Linked DNA regions of Oryctolagus cuniculus: region 1 is linked to region 2. The links are chromatin contacts, called in public Micro-C maps. All regions are on one chromosome and are shown on one strand. Each heading gives the region's core, a stretch centred on a gene start, on an enhancer-like site or on the middle of the called end of the contact. The rest is flanking DNA. Distances are from core to core; before and after follow the strand shown. Region 1 has its middle 35 kb from the start of MEP1A. Region 2 has its middle 42 kb from the start of ADGRF1.

Region 1 (5,304 bases), core at 110-2,609, 150 kb after region 2:
TCATTATAGCAACAACAATGGACTGAGACCATGAGCTTCCTACTCGCAGTGAATATGGAATGCACAGAGGAAGAAAGCAGGAAAGCCAGGACATTATTGAAGCTAGTTACGGTGCCCGCTGCCTGTTACTTGTCTCCAAACACCATTTCATGTGGTGTGGCTGGGCCTGGGAGGCCTTGGTTATGGTGTCCTGTGTTTGGGATTGAGCCATCATTTTTAAATGATAATTTTATAAATGTCTATTCTTTCCCTTTTGCCTGGGAACTTCGACATAGAAGAGCTGAAAGGCCAGCTCTGTCCCTGACAAGGAGAGAGCTGAGTCTGTTTGCACTCCAGAGTTTTTCTTTTGTTCTTTGGAGATTATGTATTTATTTAAAGAGAGAGGGAGATAAAAAGAGAGAAATTTTCCATCTGCTGGTTCACTCACCCAAAGCCCATAACAGTTGGGGCTGGGCCAGGTGAAAGCCAGGAGCCCAGAACTCCACTGAGGTCTCCCCCATGGGTGGCAGGTACCCACATATTTGAGCTATCACCTGCTGCCTTCCATGGTGCACAACAGCAGGAAGCTGGATCAGAAGCTCAGAAGAGCCAGAACTCAAGCCAGGCAGGTGCCCCAAGCTGGCACCTAACCCGCTGCACCACAAAGTATTGACGCTAATCAATCAATTAAATCCCAGAATTTTGGACCCTGCCGCCATTCTTTGAGCCAATTTCGAAAGTTGCAGCCTTATCTCCTTTCTCCTGCCCGCCAACCCCCACCCCCAGTGGTGGTGGGAAGAGACGTCTGATTTTGATTAGCGGTGGAAAATTGTGCATCCATTGACTGTTCTGAAACCGTGAGCTTTTTCCCATGCCCCAGGAGCGCTCTCACAGCTGTACTCCTCCTCCAAGTCTTGCCAGTCTTCTCCAGCTGGGTTAATGAGTGACAGCTGGCCTCCCAGAGCTGGAAGCCAGCGCTTCTCCTAAGACTCGACCGCCACCTGGTGGACGGCAGAGGAGGCGTTTCCAAGATCACAGAGGTGATGTTTGGCCAGTGGATGACGTGCCTGTTTGGCACATACAGAGGAATAATTTGGGTCATATGAATAGGTTGAAGGCAGGGCCTGCAGGAGGAAAGTAATTGGAAATAAAGGGCTCACTCTCACTCCCCACCTCGCAGAGACAGCGATGGGGGCATGGAGAGAGAGAGCTCTCCAGTCAGAGAATGTACATTTCTGAGATATACTAGCTAGGCTAACTCCCTCCTGTTTCTTTCCAACATTGCTGATTGAATCTTATTCATGGAACCCACAGCAAAGCTAAAATCAGCCCCAGGAATGGCCTGGCCTACCCTCTCTGGATGGGCTGCTGGAAGGCAGCTGAAAGAAGCCAAATGCATTCCTTCCGCGTTTCATGGACGCTTAACACCTTCTCCAGTGGCGCGGCTGCAGGAGGATGAACTTGGACGGCCCTATTCCCTGTTCTAAGTCATCTCGTTGAGAATTATTGCCAGGCTGGATTTTCATATTCAAAGCACACTGCGTCTGCTGCTGTCCCTGCACTGGCTGACACGCAGCCAGCTGCAGAGGCCCAGTGCTGAGTTTGGTCTGAGAAGACTCAGGAGAAGCAAACAGGATGGTGCTGAGTTGGGGCAGCCACTTTCCCAGTGTGGGAGAAAGCTGTATGTGGCGGGATGCTGCTCAGGCCCCTCTGAATCCCTAAGTGGTACATTCATTTAAAAGAAAAAAAAAAAAGGTTAACATGCAAATACCTCTGGCAGAAGCACAGAGCAACTTCAGTTTACCCTCAGGTGAAAGTGATGGCTCTATGAGGATACTTGAAAGAGTTCATGGAAAAATGAAATTTAAAAATAAGTTTCTTGGGGTCAGCGCTGTGGCATAGCAGGTAAAGCTACCACCTGCATGCCAGCATTCCATATGAGCACCAGTTCATGTCCTGGTTGCTCCGCTTCCCATCCAGTTCCCTGTTGACACACCTGGGAAAAGCAGCAGAGGATGGCCCAAGTGTTTGGGCCCCTGCCATCCACATGGGAGACCTGAATGAAGCTCTGGCTCCTGGCTTTGTCCTGGCCAAGTCCTGGCCATTGCAGCCCTCTGGGGAGTGAGCCAACAGATAGAATATCTCTCGCTCTCTGTCTCTCCCTCTTTCTGTAGCTTTGCCTTTCAAAGTAAATAAATAATAAGTCTTAACAAAAAAGTGTCTTTTGCTACATTTTTGAAATCTCTGCCTAGTTTTTCTGTAATATGCATCTTAATGGACTAGGGGAAAACATCTCGTGCAACTGTGCTAACCAACATTTACCAAGCTCTTAGTGTATCTGGTGTTTTTCTAAGAGCTGTAAAGGTATGATCTCATTTAAGCCCCATAACCACCCAAGGCTGAGTTAATATTTTTCTCTTCATTTTTCAGATGAGAACACTAAGCACGGAAAGATTAATTACTTGCCCCAGGGTCACACAGCTACTTAGGAAATATATACTGAGTGTCTGACCTAGCCCATGTGTACATAGCCACTACGTACCTTCTCAGCACCAATGACTTTCTATAAAGTCAGCTGCTATTATGGGGAGAGTTCTAAGTACACAAAATGAGTGTAAGAGGAGAACAGAGACAGAAAGAGGGGAGAAGTTAAGGCCTCTCCAAGCTACATCTCACTTTAATTTCACACAGGAGCAGCCCCGAGTTGGAAGGACTGGTGTCCTGGGCAGACTGGAGAGCCTTCTTCATTCTCTGAGGGTCCATCAAAGGATTCCTGCTGTGTCACTTGATGGAAAGTCAGTTGGCCACCTGGTGGACGCCCCAAAGGGAAGTGTGACTGAATGTGCTGTTTTAACTTTTAGTCTTCATTCAAATGATCCTCCCAGGAGATCCCGATTGCCAATGGTGTTATTTTTATTCCTGTCACGGTTCCATCAAGGATCCTCAGAGTGTTGGATGTCATTTAGACATGCAGAAGGAAAATTTGACTTACAAAAATTCTGGGGCTGTGTTCAAGCACATCATGCTTAGAACTGAGACAGTTGCCCTAATAGATCTGGCGAAGTTGTGACTGCCCATGTGATACGCAGGTGCAACCAGCAGCTGATTTGCAGCTTGAATTGTTTGGGTTTGCTTTGCATGGGTCAGTGCCCAGAGCTGTTCTTTAACATTAATTAATAGCTGGTCAGTGAGTATAGGGTGCTGGTTAAGAGCATGACTTTTGGAATCAGATTCTGATTTCCATTTCTTAATTTGTAATCTTAGATAAAAGAACTCTCTCATGATCCAGTTTCTACAATATAAATTGGGATAAGAAGGGGGCACCATAGCTTGTTATGAAATACTTTTCTAAAAAAATATTTATTTGTTTATTTGAAGAAGAGAGAGTTTTCATCTATTGGTTCACTCCCCAAGTAGCTGAAGTGGCTGGGGCTGGACCAAGCCAAAGTCAGGAGCCAGGAGTACCATCCAGGTCTCCCATATGGATGGTAGGGTCCCAGAGACTTGGGCCATCTTCTGCCATTTTTCCAGACACATTAGCACGGACTTGGAGTGGAAGTAGAGCAGCCTGTTCTTGAACTGGTGCTCATATGCAATGCCCGCATTACAAGCAGTAGCTTAATCCATTGTGCCACAGTGCCTACCACATGTTATGAAATTCTTATAAAGCCCACAAAATAGGGTTTGGAACATAGTTATTAATGAATAAAATTAGCCAATGTTTTGTATCATACTGTTTATGTACTAAAATTGCACACACACACAAAGTGAGAGATACAGAGAGAGAGGGAACCCAGACCTAAACATGTTCTCTATGCAGAATGAAAGTACAAATACCCTCCACATTTTTCACTTAATTCAAGTTGGGAGTCTTTGAAAGTAATCCCAAAGATACATGGCATCCTAAATAACCATGTTACCAAAATGTGGGATTAAATCATGCCCAGTATGAGACCAGAATGAGAGAAGTCATATAACAAGGTCATGAGGTTGGTTCGCTTCCTTGTGTCAGCCTCTCAAGGCAGCTTTGGTGATCTCATGCATTACAGGATTTTATTTAATCCTCAAGTTAATTCCACAATTCGTTACCTTTATAGTTGAGTCAGTTGTGAGCAGCCACAGCAATAAATCTCTCGGTCACAATGAACAGAAGCACAGCACACACTAGACTGAGTAAACATGGGTGGTTATTAGCTCCACAAGTGGGGAAGGTACTCGATTGGCACATCTTCAGGCACAGCTGGATTCAGGGGCTCAAGCAGTGGTCTCACTTCTCCTTCTGTGACTTTACCTCCCACTGTGTGCTTATTGCATTCCAAGACAGATTAGTAAGCAAAGCAAGCTGTGAGGCCCACAGACCCTAGACCAAGACCCAAGAGGAGAAGATGTCTTTTCTCTCCCTTCACATACCAGTGGATCCGGTGGTGCAGTCTGGCATACATGCCAACCCCACAGAAGGCATCCCACTGGTTAGGAGCAAGTTTTTTGTGAGTTACAAAGATCCAAGATAATAGTGACTTCAGACAGAAGCTGTTTTTCTCTAGCACATGCAAGTCTTTAGACGGCAGCTCAAGGCTGGGATGGTAACTGGACTCAATAATCCACATAACTTCTGTTTGATCTGTTTCCCCCAGAGTTACCTCCTGGCCCCAGCTCTCTCTCTGGCCTTCTGGTCGCCTTATCAGTCATCAAGGTAGAGGAAGGGGCAAGGTGTGTGCACTGAGACTGTTCAGAGTTTCCCAGAAGCTAGCAAGCACCATGTCTGCTTCCAGGAGTAGATTACCCAGCCCAGCTACCTGCAAGGGAAGGAGGAGACTGTGGGGGTTTGACCACCTAGGATCTGGGGATTCTATTGCTGAGAAAAGAGACAGAATGCATGTTGGTGACCGTTTTTGCCTGGAGCTGATAATCTGCCTCCTATTTTGGCTTCTCTGCATCTCCATCTCCCCTTTCTCATGACCCCACTTGCTGCTCTGTTTTTCCCCTTGACCGGACAGAAATCTTTAAACAGAACTGATTATTTCCATTGAGGGGGTGAGTCACACATGGGTCAGACTATCCTGAGCTTGTCTGGGCCCTGAGGGAAGCTGTGACCCAGATGAGGCCATGTCTCAATTCACTCTAGATTCTAGGACAAGCCCCTAGAAACTGTTAGAGGTGAAGAGAGATGCGTCTGTGTTCAATCCTATCTCACTGTTGGCTCCATTGCTTGCACACACTTACATGTAAGCACACATACACACACACATGCAAGCCTTGGTAGGCTGCTCCACCCATGTCAAATCATTCCTGTCATTTTTTTTCACTTCTGCACTCATTAGCAGT
Region 2 (5,313 bases), core at 2,555-5,054:
GATTTCATGTACAGCTTTGCTGGCCTTCTGCTCAGGATGTCAAAAGGCTATAGTCCAGATGCTGGTTGGGACTGTGTTTGTCTCAAGAAGCCCAACTGAGAAGAAATTCATGACCAATCTATTTAGGTTGTTGGCAGAATTCATTTCCTTGCAGATCTGAGAATGAAGATGATAGGCTTTTGCAGAATATTGGCTGGAGGCTAGCCTTAGACCCTAATTTGCTTGCCATATTTGCTTGCTACTTGCATTTCTCCAGGTTGGCCACTTTCATCATTAAACCCATAAGGAGATATGCTAATTTCTGTCTATGTTTAAAAAAGTGCCTTGTTGTAATACAGGGAGATAAAGAGAGGGACATCCCATAACTTTTCCCCTATTCTAGAAGAAAGTCACAGTTCCCAGCAACAATGAGAGAAGTAGGGATCACAGGCATGAACTCCTAAGTTCAGAGAGTGAGAGAGGAGTTAACCTCAGCAAGAAAACTTTGGAAAGTAGGTGAGATGTCAGCTGACTTAGACTACCTAAGAAAGTTGAGTATTAAGTAGCTGTAGGAAAGCAAGAAGCAATCTGCTTCATACTGCTGAGTCTCCCAAGAGACTAAAGAAATGGCAGCACCAGGTACCTTAAGAAGTGGGGCTATTTTGGGGACTGAATAGCACAGTTGGATCACAGTCAATGTTGGAAGGAGTTAGATCCTTAGATCCCCATCAACTGTCTCTTCATCCCAACAATACATTATAGGGAGCTCTGGGGAAACATGGGCTATTTGTGCTACAAGGCACGAGAATCAGTTGAGAGAGGTTTCACACCTACCCATCTCTACCCCACCCTGGAAAGCAAGGGGTTTAGTGAAAGTTGATGTATAACACTGACAGCAAGTCTTACATTTTCCAGGCCAGTCTGACCAGCCATCTCTGGAGAATCTGATTCTATCAAAAGAAAATACTTAAGATGATAACTTTCAGTATTTGCTGATGAATTGTTTTTCCAAGGGTCACCATATCTCACTTTCACAGACCATGCAATCAGCTTTTTAATGTCCCAGTTTTGAACATAAGCAAATAGTTGAGGATTATTAGGTACTTTGGGAAAGCTTCCAGTATTAAATGCAGAGACCAAAAACCAAAACCATCGAAAAAAGCCTCTATTCTAAAGGCTGAAGTAGGGTAATGAGAGAACAATCAGAGAAATATAAATTGGGGGAAGAAAACCATACTAGAATACTAGAAGGCAGGAGACTTAAGGGACCATCAATGTTTTTCTCGAACAGCATATTGTCTTATGAGTAGATGTTAGAAAATGGAATATTCAACCAAAATAAGTATATCTTTGAAATTAAAGATAGCATAAATAAAATGCCTTGTCAGAAGGATTAGAAGATAGAACTGAGGAAACAACCCACAAAGTATAATTAAAGTCATGAACTTCAAGAAGTTCATGGAAAATTACTATTATGAACGCAATGCACAGAATTCAACTTTTTGTACACCAATAAACATTATTTTTAAGTTTTTTTATTTAATGAGTGCATTTTTTCATAGATAAAACTTTGGGAATATAGTGGTTCTTTCCCCCATACCCAACCCTCCCACACCAACTCCCATCCCACCTTCCTCTCCCTCTCCCATCTCCTTCATTATGGTTCATTTTTAACCAATAAACTTATCTTTAAAAAGTTTTTTTCTATATTTAATTAATTTGAAAGACAAAGCCAGAGAGATCCAGAAAGAGAGAAAGAAGAGACAGAGACAGATACTCTCATGTTCACATATTATTTGAAAGAAATTTCCTTACTGGGAGGATGGGAATGAATTTCTTATTAGAACATGGAAATCTAAGCAACTGAAAAAAAGTTTTACACGTAACAGAAGCAAAAAGCTGTGCAGAAAAGAAAAAGAAGCCCCAGTCAAACAAATCACCTAGCTCAGTTATGAATAGAACATACTGTGTCCAAATCATGTGAAGCAGTTTTGATATAACCACAATAATAACAATGTAACCATATTGAGAATAGGAAGAAAATGAGGGGATGGATATTGACAAAGGAGATTTAAATCTTCATTCTTTGTTGCTGTTTTAAAAAATATTTATTTATTTATTTAAAAGGTGTAGTTACCGAGAGAGAGGAAGAGACACACAGAGAAATATTCCATCACTGATTCACTCCCCAAATGGCCCCAACAACCATGGCTGGGTGAGACAGAAGCCAGAAGCCAGAAGCCAGGAGCTTATTCCAGGAGCTTATTCCCACATAGGTGTAAGGGCCCAAGGACTTGGGTCATCTTCCACTCCTTTTCCTAGAAATATTAATAGGGAGCTATATTGGAAGGGGAGCTATATTGGAAGTGGAGCTGCTGGGAACTTGAGCCACCACCCAGATGGGATGCTGGCATCACAGGCAGAGGCTTAACCTGCTACGCCATAGCACTGACCTCTTCAAGCTTTGTTTTTGGAAATCAATACAACTGTGTAATCAAGTAGCAGCATTATAATCACATTATTTAGAAACAATGGAATAACTATTTTTAAAATGAGGTAAATCAGTTGAACATGATTATCTCTGAAAAGCAGAGAATTGCATTATTACTTGACCCTTACAGTCCTATGTGTGTAACTTTGATTAAGTACCCACAAATGTGCATAGATAGGAGAGAACATCATGGATTCCCTAACTTTGGAAGTTCCTTTGATTCATTTTTTGAACGCAGAGTCCACTGTGCTTTTTCAGCTTTGAGATGCCTGTAAGAAATCCAATTTGAAATGTCAATTGGGTATTCTTAATCTATCACTCAAGGGCAAATGTGGACTAGAGATACACTCTTAGGGTCACCGGCAAAATGGTGGTGTTTAAAGCCTTGGGAGCAGGTGAAATCATTGAGCAGAAAATAGTGGAAATGTGAGAAGGTTCTTGAGGCACCACATCATTTAGATGCAGGGAACAAGAGGAAGATCAAACAAAAGAATGGAAAGGCACAGCCTGTGCGGTAGGAGGAAAACATGTTTCAGACACTAAAACAATCATTTTAAAAATATTTATTCATTTGAAAGGCATAGTGGCAGAAAGGGAGAGATAAAGAGAGATCTTCCATCCCCTGATTCACTTCCCAAATGGCCACAACAGCCAGGGCTGGGCCAGCCCAAAGCCAGGAGCCAAGCTTCCATCTCCACGTGTCAGGATTCCAAGCACTTGGACCTCCTTCCAGTGTCTTCCCAGGCACATTAGCAGAGAACTGGGTCAGAAATAGAGCAGCTGGGACTTGAACAGGATCTTGAACCCATGCTCTGATATGGGATGCCAGTATCACAAGTGGCAGCTTAACATGCTGCGCCGCAACACTAACCCTTAAGAGAAGCATTTGAAAGAGGATTATAAGATAGAGTATAAGATGGCATTTGAGTTCAATAAGGAAGATTAAGACACTGACTTGACTATTTTAGTTTGAAACACAAAGGGTGCTGATGTACTAATGTAATAGGCACTCTGAGTAAGACATTCCATCACTGGAGTTTCACATGGAATGCATAGAAAGGAACCACATTTAGATTTCTATGGCCTTCTGTTGCATAAGCTCTCCAAGACCTCTGAGTAGCTATTTTAGAACAACTAACCTCCACCATTGTCCTAATGCTTCCATAACAAATGAAGGGCTTGAGAGAGGTTCACTCTGTAGCCTCTAGAATGTTTCTCAGACTTACGACACTTTTGGTAAAAGCCTCAAATGTAGTTCCTTTCAAGTGCTTCTACAGTACAAAGACAACTTGCCTTAGCTAAGAAGGCAGTGGAACTGTACTATGATTACCCTTATTCAACTTTAGGGGGCAGGCTCTGACCAAGAAATAAATTCTGGACAAATTGCTCCAAGTTTAAAGACACCTTAGATCCACCTTAGCATTGGTGGGTGGTGGTATAAAAAGCATTGCAATCCTCCCTACTCTAATTAGGCAAGATTTACATCATTGCTGCTATGTTTTGTATAGCAAAAGAGATTAGGGATCTATGAACTTAATAGCTCAGTTTCCAGATGGCAAACAATATCTCTGTTTCCTGGGTTGATGCCCAACAGTGCTGGTAAACATAGAAGGCTGCTGCTAGGCAAAACAAGAATTAGGCAGATTGGGCACGCAATTTTCTCCTACGGGAAAGCAGTGCTTTATTTATCTTGGGGATATGTCAGTGGAATGTACCTTAGACATCTTGGGTAAATACAGTTAGTTCAAGCTCATGGTGCAAAATAGATGGTGAATATCCTGTGCCTTTTGGATTGAACTCTTAATTTGCGAAGAAATAATTTGGAAAATTTTATGGTTTTGTCAGAATTAAGCCACGCTTCCATGGAAGAATTACCCAAATTTTTTACAGATTCAATTGTGTTTCCAAGGCCTTCAGGGCAGAGGGAAGGAAAGCCAAACAACAAACATAAAACAGTGATTTGCGTGCAGAGCAGGGATTTCCCAGGTCCTCAAGGGCTGGTGGCGAAAAATCAGGGATGCTTGGCAGACAATTCCTCAAGCCTCACTGCCGTGGTCCAGGATTGCCTCAGCAAGTTCAGGTCCTTTGTTCAAAAACATTCCTCATCCAATCTTACTTGTTGCTATTGGAAACAGCAATAGATCATATTTTATTCACAGGGGTTTATTGCTTTGTTATAAAAATCAAGCCTTAAGGATATCCTTTCAAAGAATACTATTTCTAACACCAAATTATGGGGAAATTTTTCCAAACACTTTACCCTCAATTCTCCTGATAACCTGGGCACAGCCGTGGAGGGGCAGGAACCAAAGAATAAAGAAATGAATAGGGAAGATGCCTGTAGTTCACTGATTGCCACCGATTCTCCCCAGATGGGTCTGCCTTTCACCAGGCTCCATCCTAGCCAATTATGTCTAGTTCTATTTCCTTGATTGGCTGTAATGTGGAGACTTCTCTTGAGACAGGGAGTCCTGGGGCTCCAGCTTACTCCTGTGGACTCTACATTTTAGTTCCACTTCTGCAAAACCATGCATCTGAACTCATTAGAGATGCTTTCCAGTCCCTTCCAGCCCTGACTTGCTACAATTCTGTGTCTTTTCCTAGGTAACGCCCTGGGAGAGGAGACCACTGTAGAATACCAGCCCAAATGGGTTTGGCAAGACCTTATCTTGCTGGATAGGAATAGCAGACAAAGCATCGCCAACAGCTACATTATGCCAACCAAAAGGGAGGGAACACCCTTTGGAATCCCGACCTGATGCTAAGCCAGAGCAGAGGAGCTCCTCAGTATGATGTGCTGCCAAGGCACACACTGGTTTGATGGATAAGATTTCCTGGTTCCT

Evidence for each region. A called contact is a pair of places that touch in the nucleus more often than the background predicts.
Region 1: a Micro-C map of ear pinna shows a contact between it and region 2, with 16 times the contacts expected there. The contact joins two enhancer-like sites. A contact is called at or near these places in 3 of 6 Hi-C or Micro-C datasets (ear pinna, psoas muscle and an unstated tissue).

What each region holds. Positions count from the first base shown.
Region 1 is chr5:123,292,197-123,297,500 of mOryCun1.1, forward strand. No RefSeq gene overlaps it. Among named protein-coding and RNA genes, the nearest start is that of MEP1A, 35 kb to the right of the region's middle. Within about 2 kb of position 1,360, at least 1 of the 8 cell types and tissues checked has an H3K27ac peak or open chromatin away from gene starts, as enhancers often do.
Region 2 is chr5:123,136,482-123,141,794 of mOryCun1.1, forward strand. No RefSeq gene overlaps it. Among named protein-coding and RNA genes, the nearest start is that of ADGRF1, 42 kb to the left of the region's middle. Within about 2 kb of position 3,805, at least 3 of the 8 cell types and tissues checked have an H3K27ac peak or open chromatin away from gene starts, as enhancers often do.